Regions from separate parts of the Gossypium hirsutum genome. Here region 2 is linked to region 1. The links are chromatin contacts, called in public Hi-C maps. All regions are on one chromosome and are shown on one strand. The core of a region is the stretch at or near the end of the contact, and the rest is flanking DNA. Distances in the headings are between cores, read along the strand shown.

Evidence for each region. Hi-C and Micro-C count contacts between places; a contact is called where the count stands out from the background.
Region 2: a contact with region 1 is called in a Hi-C map of hypocotyl, with 1.7 times the contacts expected there. The contact joins the promoter of LOC107956486 here to the enhancer-like site in region 1. A contact is called at or near these places in 6 of 34 Hi-C or Micro-C datasets (anther, cotyledon, hypocotyl and 1 more).

The regions. Positions count from the first base shown.
Region 1 is chrA07:29,498,229-29,503,941 of Gossypium_hirsutum_v2.1, forward strand. No RefSeq gene overlaps it. Among protein-coding and RNA genes, the nearest start is that of LOC121204338, 19 kb to the right of the region's middle. Within about 2 kb of position 2,788, at least 3 of the 9 cell types and tissues checked have an H3K27ac peak or open chromatin away from gene starts, as enhancers often do. A contact at or near this core is called in hypocotyl and leaf, where this site is marked.
Region 2 is chrA07:29,549,935-29,555,192 of Gossypium_hirsutum_v2.1, forward strand. LOC107956486 (transcription factor MYC2) reads right to left here and starts at 3,476. Exons shown (of 1, transcript XM_016892137.2): 1 at 1,563-3,476. The coding sequence starts at 3,318. The coding sequence ends at 1,810.

The sequences.
Region 1 (5,713 bases), core at 1,538-4,037:
TAGATTAAAGTCTTGAGAAGAAATATCATTTCTCTAGGTAAAGTACTTTGGCAGAATCATGGGTCCAAGGAAGCTGCTTAGGAGCCTAAGGACTTGATGCGTCAGCAGTACCCTCATCTTTTCGAGTCAGGTAAATTTTGAAGCTAAAATTTCTTTTAAGAGGGGAGAGTTGTAATGCCTCGAATTTCTGGTTTTTGGAAGGTATTTGTCTGCAAAATTATTTACTTTAATGTGGTGGTTAAGTGCTTGGAAAGTATGCTTTGGGTCCTAAGTTCGATTCCCTTGTTTTGGGATTTTCTGTTAATTTTGGCTTTAAGTTAAGCTTGAGCCCTAGTGTTTAAATTAATTTCTTTGTAGGGTTATGAAAACGATGAGCCTAGTGGTTCAATGGTTAAGCTTTAGCATACTCTAGGGTCTTAAGTTCAAGTCTTGGCATGAGCATATGGATTATTTTTGTTGTTTGCTATTTGTTGGAAGTTAAGTTCTTTTTAAATTGTAAAAGCTCGATGGTTAGATTATTATAGGATATTTTATCTTTTTTTTAATTTAATTCTTTACATTATCAAAATATAGCCAAATCCCTAAATTTGGTCCTAATTTCAACTGATCACTACTCCTCATACACGTTCCACTTTCTTTTCTAATTTCCCAAGTCTGCAAACTTTTTTCTTTTTTCCTTTCGCTTTTGATTCAGTTATATAGCTCTATTTTCTTGCTTGGGCTTTTCTTTATTTTCTTTCTTTGGGGGTTTACTTATTACGTCAATAAGTTGTTGTTAGATTTGCGTAGGTTGTGTTAAAGGAATAGTTACGTAAGTTTGTGATTTATTTTACTGTTATTGTTCGATTCTGCTCGATTTGTCTAAGTGGACTTTAACGATTAGATTCTCCCTATGTTTTAATTAGTATGCGATTAACTTTGTTTTAGGCGAAAGGGGTAGAAATCAATGTCCTCTGGAGGAGTAATCGTTGTGATTATTTACTGGTTTCTAAAGAGTAAGTATTCAACATTAGTATACGTTCTGAAATTTTGGTTTAAAAATTCATTCTTAGAAGGGTTTTATTGTGATTAATGAGTAGGGTTTGATAAACAATTGTAGATTTTGTGAGTTTCAGGAGTGTGGTTAATTGTATTTTCGATCAGGTGTGTGAAAACGACACTTAAACTCGATAGAAACTTGACAAATCATGAAACAGGGGCTATTTTCAAAACTGCCCACTGCCACACGTTCGTGTCTCAAGTAATGTGGTAGATCGTGTTTGGCACACGGTCGTGTGAAACTTTGTAGAACGTGTGGCCAGATTATGTATGGTCAAGCTGTGTGTGGCACACCGCCGTGTGAAACTGTGCAAACCGTGTGGGTAGACTATGTGGAGCACACAGGCTAAGTTTTTAGGTCGTGTGGGTGACACGATTGTGTGGTTCTTTTTGCTCAATTTTAGGGCTCAATTAGGGGCTATTTGAGGGACTCAAAATTTGGGCCTATAGGCATCATATGGGGCCGGAAAGGCCTAAGTTTCAATACATAAAAGTATTCGGATAAGCTTAAGAGGTATGTTAAGTAAGAAATGTTATCTTTAAATTGTGTGCTATGTTATAATTTGTATGAAATATGTAGTATGTATGCCATATGATTTATGATATATGTAAGTATGCTATATGATTATGATTTATTTGTGTTCCAGGGTGGGTTATGATATGATGGAGGAAGTGCTATATGGCAACTAGACCGCAAATTTTGTATGGCAGCTCAATTGCAAATATCTTAGTGGCACATCGCTACAAATTGGTGTGATTGGATGGATAGACTCTTGTAGTCCTATATGGTGTGATTGGCTGGACGGAGATAGTGTATAGCGGATGGGGTAGGACATGATATGGTAGGATAAAATATGCTATGTTATGATTCGATAGAACATGATATGCTAAGATTCAATATGATATGATACGTTAAGATATGATTTGTATAAAATATTATATAATATGAAACTATATCAGACATTTTGATACATATGTATGTTTGTACTAAAATTATGAGCCAAATCACACATTGCGCTTTAAGCTCATGCCTTTGTTGCTTTGTTTCAGGTGATCCTCTGACTTAGGATAGGATGGTGACTCTAGAACTCGGGTTTCACATTCTATTTTGGTTTAGTACTATGGATTTCACTGGTTGTTGTTGTTATTATGGACATTTTGGACTTTTTCTTGGGTTTAATTTATTTTTAGATATTTTATGATTTGTTGAGATCTTTAGAACCTTTCTGGTTTTTATTATGCAAAAGTCTTTTCCTTTTTAATAACGCTTAACTTGAGATAACTAAAAGAAAAAGAGAATCACGATTTTTCAAATGATACGCAGTACTGTTTTCTGCTGTAAGTCTAATTGAAGTTTTCAAAGTGATTTATCTTGCAAATGTACCAATGAATTGTTTTGATTTTAGTAAAATGATATAAGTTGTGCCTTTAGAAAATTGCTATGCTTTCAAAAAGCTATTCTAATTACTTTTCTTCCTGCTAAAATGGGTTTTCAATAAAATTAAATTTTTAATTGAAAATTATTGAATATAAATATTAGAGATAAAAAATTAATAAAAAATAACTAATGAAGGGTAAAGTTATCATTTTATTTAAAATTTATTTAATAAGTAAACCATAAACAAGTAAGTATTTTTAATCAAGCATAAGGTGGTTTGAATACTTTTTCGTATATAGTATAATATGAGATAATAAAGGTTGAGATCCAAAAGATTATACAGCCCAAATGGCCCAAGACATTAACAAACGATGGATAGCTACAAACTGGAGACTAATTATACCCTTCAACCTTTCAACTGTATCATCGAAGGGATATTGAAGTTTACTCATCGATGCATTCTTAGTTCATCCTTGTTTGCAGGTCCAATCTACGCTCGTGATTCAACATCCAGCTCTCAGAATCTTTCACCATCTCTAGAAGATACAAACATCACTCACATTTTCCATGAAGCTTTTGTTTGGTGATGGCAATCAAATTGGCTACGCGTACAGTACACCTCAATTGCAAATAGTTTCAGGGTGCGACGAAGTTTTGGTTCTGGCCTTAAATAGACAAGGGGGAAAGCCCATTTTATCATTATTTCACTTCAATCGTCTCAAGTGGGCTCTTCTAATACCATCCCATTAACATATAGTAGGTCCAGTTAATTAGTATTCATAGATTTCGGTTAAAAATTAGGGTATTATACTTAATATTAAGTATTAGTAAGTTTATATTTTATAATTCATTTTAAAAGTTTACAAAATGTCATTAATTATTCAAAAGTTAAAGTCACTAAATTGTTAAAATTATTGTTGTAAAGCCTTTTCTGTTCGCAACACCTACACTAATAAAAAATTCAGCTTTTCTTTTATGAAACAACTTTGATTATAAAAAATTATAAATCAAAATCTAAATAATTTTTTTCTTCAATCTCCGACACTAATCATTAGATCAACTTAGATCTAAAATATGTTTTTCTACTAATCGATAGGTACTAATCCACCATACTAATTATCGAATCATCGCTTGGAGCTCACTAGTGGAGCTTACAAAAACTTAATAACTCAATTACTTAAATAAAAACTTTTGAACAATTCTTTGACTATTTTGTAACTTTTTAAAATTAAGTGACTAAAATATAAACTTACTGATAATTTAGTGATATTGGGTATAATTTACCTTAAAAATTATTTAACTTAATTTGTTATTTTTATTACATTAAATAAATAATTCATCAATTATATTACATTTTATAAATATTATCTTAACTAAAAATTGATTAACATTTTCCACTAAGGTATATATACTCTTAACTTGAAACTAAATCTGGAAACTTGTTATTTGAAGTCTTAAATATGAAAATAGAATACCAAATGTTACATTTAAAAAAGAGGATGACTAATTTAATTTGGATGTCGGCCTAGCATTTCAACAAGTCTAAGTAATATATAGCTGCCTAAAAACTTCCTAGCCAGCCTAATCATTATGCAGGTGAAAAATAAATAAAATTAAACAATGCATTTAAAAAATAATAAAAATTATTGATAAAATAATAAAAATGTAAATAATTTTGTTAATTAACTTTTGGTTGTATTGATAAAATTGATGTTTTAGAATGTTGTGTACCCTAGTTCAAATCCTTAGGATGAATTTTTATTTTATTTTTAAAATAAAATAAATTATTTATATAATTCTTATTTATGATTTTTGTTTTAAAATTTTGATAATTCATAATTTTTTAACTGAATTGATGCTCAGTTAACTTATGATACTAACTTAATAAGGAACTTAAATAATAGTATAGTTTAACTATATAGCAACATTTCTAGATTAAGTATGCTTCAAAACATTGCATATTTAATGGTTTAACTTCTGAATGCCTGAATCTACATTTGTCAAACTTTTTAAAGGTCTATGATTAAAAACTCTAGGACATTTGATGATGGGTGTTGAGTTCACCAAAAATAAAAAGTCTAACACCTAAAATGGAATTTTAAATTGTTGTTATGAAAGTAGGGTCGATTCCACATAGATTGGTCTATCTAATTTAAAAGTTTCTTAGGTCCATATACGAACTTAAGTAGGCATTCCACTCGTGGAAACCTTTTCTCAAGTAACAAGCATAAAGTTCACAAATTATTTAGGTTCATATATGGACTTAAGCAGGCGTCCCACTCCTGAAATCAAAGATTTCATCAAGCGGTCAAAACTTTTAGATTTGAGCAAAATGTAAATGAACCTTGCATTATAAATGTATTGTGGATGGAAATGTGGTCTTTCTAGTTTTTTATGTCGATGACATGCTACTCATTAGGAATGATGTATGGACGTTGTCATCAGTTAAACTGCAGTTACAAAATAGTTTAGCATGTAGGATTTGGGTGAAGCTAACTACATCCTAGGAATTCGAATCCTTAGAAATCGAAAGAAAAAAAGTGCTAGCTTTATTGCAAGCTTCAAACATAGAGAAGATATTTGAACATTTTGTAATGGTCGATTAGAAGAAGGGTACACGACATTCTATATCAAACTTTCATCTTTCTAAGTAACATGAGTATTGAGAAAACTTCAAAAGATTCAAAAATGGAAATGAGATATAATAAGGAGGTTGAGAAATGGATTTTTTTCTTTGCTCCCAAAGATGACACGAATTGTTTACACATATTTGGTTATGGAGATTGACCTTATCGGAAGGCGAAATGGGTTCTAATTTTCTTAAGTTCCTAAAAGATTAGGGTGAGCTTAGGAATTGTTGTAGCATTTGTTTGGAGACACTCTCTGATGCTTAAGTTAATCCAATGACTTTGTAATAGAGAAAGTAAGGATCATAAGGTTGTTAGGAAAAAAGAGAAAAGATGAAGGAGAGATGCTTGCTGGAAGGAATAATATGTGTAGCTATATCTTTGTCACAAAGCTACTCTCTTGTTTATTATCGACTTACAAAGTGATTTGATTTTGTACAAAGTTAGGTTGCTTTTTTTTCTAAGCTATTGACACCTATTCTAATATTCTAGTATAGCATTATGTGTACCCATATCAAAAAACTAATTAATAAGGAAATGTTTTCTGAATAAAATTAATTTGAATTTGACTTTTTTTTAGTATAAATTCATAAAATTTGCTTATGGGGAAATGATCAAAGAAAGGGCATAATTTAGTTAGTTTATATGTTTTTTATATCTATTTAAAGAA
Region 2 (5,258 bases), core at 2,226-4,725, 52 kb after region 1:
ATTTTCCTTTATTTCACAGTTTTACTACTCATTTAAACACCTTTTCCAAACAAGTCCTTTTTAAGTGTTTTCACTAGAAACCACTTAGTAAAAGATGTTTATCACACATCAAACCCCTTGAATTTTCGGCACACTATGAGGAAGATGAACAACATTTTTGCTTGATTTTTCCCTTTTTATTCTTTAATTAACCAAATGACCAAAATGTCATTTTTACTAAACTTTGAATTTTTATCCATGCATGTCAATTTTTGTCCAAAATTTCAGAACTTGGTCAAATTTCTATCCAAGGGACTCTAATTATAATCCAACTCAATTTCATGCTAAGAGCTTTTAGAACTCAAGTTTTACAACTTATTCAATGTAGTCCCTACAATCAAATTGGGTATCTTAGGCATAGTATTTCCTCATGAAATTTTCACATAAGCATGCATTCACATCCTAGACCTTATAATAATCATAAAATAATTATTTTTACTTTGAATTTGTGGTCTCGAAACCATTGTTCCTAAATCAGGATGTTACACTAAAATTCAAAAAACTAAGAGAATTTTTTTTATAATTACATATATATAATTATTAAAAATGTATATAAAAATAAACTTAGACAAATGTACATGAAGGTTGATCTCATTAGGACATCTAATTTGTCCACATTTATTCTAAAAGAGTATTTGTAAATTATTTTATATATTCTTATAATTTAAAAAACTTAAAAATATTATTATCTTTTTAGATTTTATTTGGAATTTTAAGTATTTTTAGAAAATTTTAGAATTTTTATTATTATTTTGCACATGTCAGCCTTTTATTAGTTTATTTGATATTCCTTTTAATTAAAAACGTGGAAGTAACAAAGTGCTTGATGGAAAGAAAGTTCATACACTAAACCAACAAAAAATTTTCTTAAAGCACGGAACTGAGTATTTGTCTATAGTACAAAAGAAAAATAGATATTAAGACATTTCTTTTTATCAATTTTTTTCTTGTTAAATAGAATTATTATATTAACCCTTTGGTTAAAAAATTCTAATATTTATATTTTTTATACAATTATTAAATTATTTATAAATCTCTCAAATCTTAAAATATTATGCTTAAAATGTTAGGACTCACAATTTTTAATAATAAAAATATCAATTGAATTAACAAATGAAGTAAAAACCTAAACATAAATATGATTAATTAATAAGCACATGTTGTTGACACATTAACAATATTTAAATTCATCATGTATATTGCATTATATTTTTATTTATTTAAACATTCCTATCAAACATTTACGTCGTAATCTATACATATATTTATACAGTAACAGTTCATAAATGTGGTGTGGTTTATAATTAATTGTTATTTTGAAGTTGCTTGGAATGATTTCATTTACCTGATTTGGAGTGAAATAGAGGCATTTTATAGGTTTACAAGCACACAAAGCTGATATTTTGGTGAAAATTCAAGAGTGTGAACAATTTAGACCTGGGGAACAGCAAGAAGAAAAATACGTAGAAGGAATTGGTGAAAAGGAGGCAGCAAGAAACGGATGAAATAAAGCAGGCAAAGAACAAAAAAAAAAAAAAGAAAAAAAAAGGGCAAATTACAAATTGTTGGAAACATATTTGCTCATTTTATCTCTTAATTATACAAGACAAAGCAGAAAACAAACCCAAAAAGGGAAACCACAGGACACAAAATACAAAACCAAACCACAAATAAATAAAGAGAGTGAGATTTGGCAAACCAACAAAGCGACAGTAGGAAGAAACTAAAGCATTGAAAAAGATGTTCACGTCACACACTTACTAGATAAACTTAGTGGTCTAGCCTCCTGAGAAGAGTAGATTTGAGGCCTTGTTCATTTCTGAGTTCAAGATCAGGGACGTTGACTACGATATCCTGGAGCATGGTCTCGTTAACACACGACATGCTTGCATGATGGATCGGAAACTCCAGATCACGAAGGGCAACCATTAACCTAGTAACTGGATAGTTCATATTCTCTGATTGAACCCTAATCATTGCATCATTCCCCATGATCTTGATATCAAATTCAAGGCCCACGCACCCTGCTGTTGCAGGGGATGGTGAATTATCAGGCTTTGCTGCTTCCTGTTCCACGGAAGTGGTTGTGCTTTGGTTATCCGTAACATCAACCATTTCTACCTTAGGTTTCTTACACTCCCTCTGAAGCTGCGATTCCAGTTCTTCGACTTTCGCTTTTAGCTCACTGATGTATGAGACAGCGTCAGATAAGAGCGATGCTTTGTCCATGCGCGACACGTTCGGGACTACGGCTCGGAGGGCGTAGAACCTGTGGTTCAGCTTCTCACGGCGTTGCCTCTCAGCTTCCACGTGGTTCAACGGTGTCTCTCGTCCAAGTCCGGGTTTCCTTCCACGTTTCTGTGGGGTTCTCTGCTCTAAATGACTCATGGCAAGTGATGGGCGATCCGTGTCAGAATGCTCCGAGTCCACAGAAGAAGATTGCCCAAGTTTTGTGGAATATTTCTTGGTTGGGTGGTTGTGGTGTTCTTGCTTGGTTTCATTAACAGGACCTACATTTTCTTCTTCTTCTTCAACACCGGAAACTATACCCATGTCTGCAAAAGAGATGTTTCTGTCGAGGAAGGGGATTGAAGGTCGGGTTAGAGTTGGATCTGTACTTGATTGCTTTTGTAACAAGTCAATGGGATCAGCTCCGAAAATGGATTTCACTTGTTGGACTAAACCCCAATTTTCACTGATCATTTCTACGGATCCTAATTCAAGAACCCCGCAAGAAGTTGGTATACAGACCATCGTCTCAATGCCATGCATTTGTGCTTCTATAGCTCTTTCACAGTTGTAAAACTGCAAAGCATGAGCACCGGTTAACCAAACCAGAGAGCCAGTACTTAGAGCCATGCCTGGAATCCCTTCTCCAGCAGGGAAAGATCGAGACAATGACATCACGTAGAACCATTCAGCATCACTGACCCCGGTGGTGCCGTCCATCATCGACACATCTACCTCATGGTTATCTCCGATGAGAGTTTGGGCTCCTTTCATCTCCTTTCTTCTTTCATTTTCTAGGCACGAAATGTTGGCGCTTAATAATTTTGGAGGCGTACCTTTGGTGGTGCCTTGAAAATAACCATCTCCCCAGCACAAAAACAAACGACCATGTTCATCGTTTGATGTCTGCCAAAATATAGCATATGTCCACCAAATTTGCTGGCTTTGTACCACAAATTGGAGCCTCTGCTGGAGAGTTGAAGGTGAAGTTTCCTGGGTCATATAGACCAGTGAAGAAGATGAAGATGGAGAGATTATAAGTTCTTCCATGGCTGACCGATACAAAAAGAAGGAAAACAATACACGAGGGAATCTGAAAGGCAGAGATTTTGGAAGTTCTTTACAACAAATAAGCCATTAAATCATCTTAAATTTTACAAGGAAAAGAAAAACCAAAAGAGAATACGGGGTGCATTGGACAAAAAAGGGGGATGGAGGAGGAGTTTATAAGCTTTGTAACTTATAAGGTGGGGGCCACAAGATCCTAAAATCCTCTGCATGCTCACCTATAAGCTTTGTCCACTTTTCTTTGTTCATTTTAACAGTAAGACTGTGACGTTAACTCGTTAAGTTTTTTCGTGTTTATTTTGGCTGTGTGAAATGATTTTAGGTTATCAAGTTGGAATTATTAACCTGGAATTTTCGATAACAGAAACTAGCATATTAATCTCAATCATCCTAGCAGCATAAAGGAAAGAGGGATTTGTTTCTAACTTGGTGTTCAAATTTTGATTAAAATTAAATTAATTGATTGAATCGATCTAATTTGATTAATCGATCTAATCAATCGGAGGTCAGTTAAAATTTTTTTAGAATTTCGGTCAACGGTTAATTTAATTCGAAATTGAATAATTAATCGCATTAATTGAACTTAATAACTAATATTATATATTATATGTATTAGATTATTATTAATTCGGTTAATTCGGTTAATCTGATTAAATAAACCTTAAAATTTTTTTTATATGTTTCATATTTATTTTAACAATAAAATAAAATGTATAAGTTTTAATTAATTCCGTTAATCTAAAGAATTAATTTAAAAAATAATTAAAAAATATTTTAATTTTATTAACAGTTAAATAATTAAAAAATTCAACTAATTTAATTAATAGTAATTTGATTTGAATATTGTGAGTAAAGTTAAAGGAAGAGATAGAGTAAAGATTTTAGTGAAAAGATTAAAAAAGCACATGTTTAAATATCGTAAACGTCACATGTGAAGAGATAGAATAAAGGGCAGACATTTGGCACCACTTGCACGTGTATTGATAGCGACAGGTCTAGTGACTACGATGCGTATGGGCTCCTCGTTATTTGGCATCACACACAATTTATACATCTTTTAACCCAATCATTGAAAACTGAAAAAACTCATTAATGTATTATTATATACCAACAACCAACCATACTTAAAGAAATATCATACCGTACCATATTATACTTTTTTTCTATTACGTTCTTTATATTACACTATACAATAGGAGTTATTAAAATAGCTATATATAATAGACTGACACATATTTCGTAAAATTAACATAGTTTTCATATCATTTTCAAAAAAAAAAAAGAAATCTTATTTAATAAAAATTAATTTTCTGACCTTTATAATTAACCCTTTTAATATATTATTTTTAAAATTCAAATTTAAAATATTATTTGTGTAATTATCATCAAACCGTGTTATATTTATATTAGCTCAAGGCTTTACATTTGTGGATTGAGCGCTCCTATATCAGTGTCTTTTTATATTTCAGGTTTTTTTTTTATCGTTTATAATATTAAAAAGTAAAAATATTTCTCAAGGAAAAAGAGAATAATTAGTTACTTATATTATTATATCTATATAACTATATATAAAAGAAAGGTTTTGGACTAGAGGATAGGTTGAACTTAATACGGATGGAGCTGTATCGAGAAATAGCTCATTTATAGGCATCAGGGGAGTGTTTAGAAGTGCTGACGGTAAGTGGTTAGGTGGCTTTTCGATGAAGTTAAGAAATTATTCAATTTTCAAGATTGAGGTAAGAGCCTTACTTGAAGGCCTCCTTATATCATGAAGGAAAGGTTATCGACTGTTGGAAGTGGAATGTGATAATGCTCTCTTAGTTGAAGTGATTTTAGCTGGCAGAGCTGTAGATTATCATTTCACTGAAATGCGTCTTATCCATCATTTATTGAGTTGGAATTGGAAGGTCATTGTTTGTCAT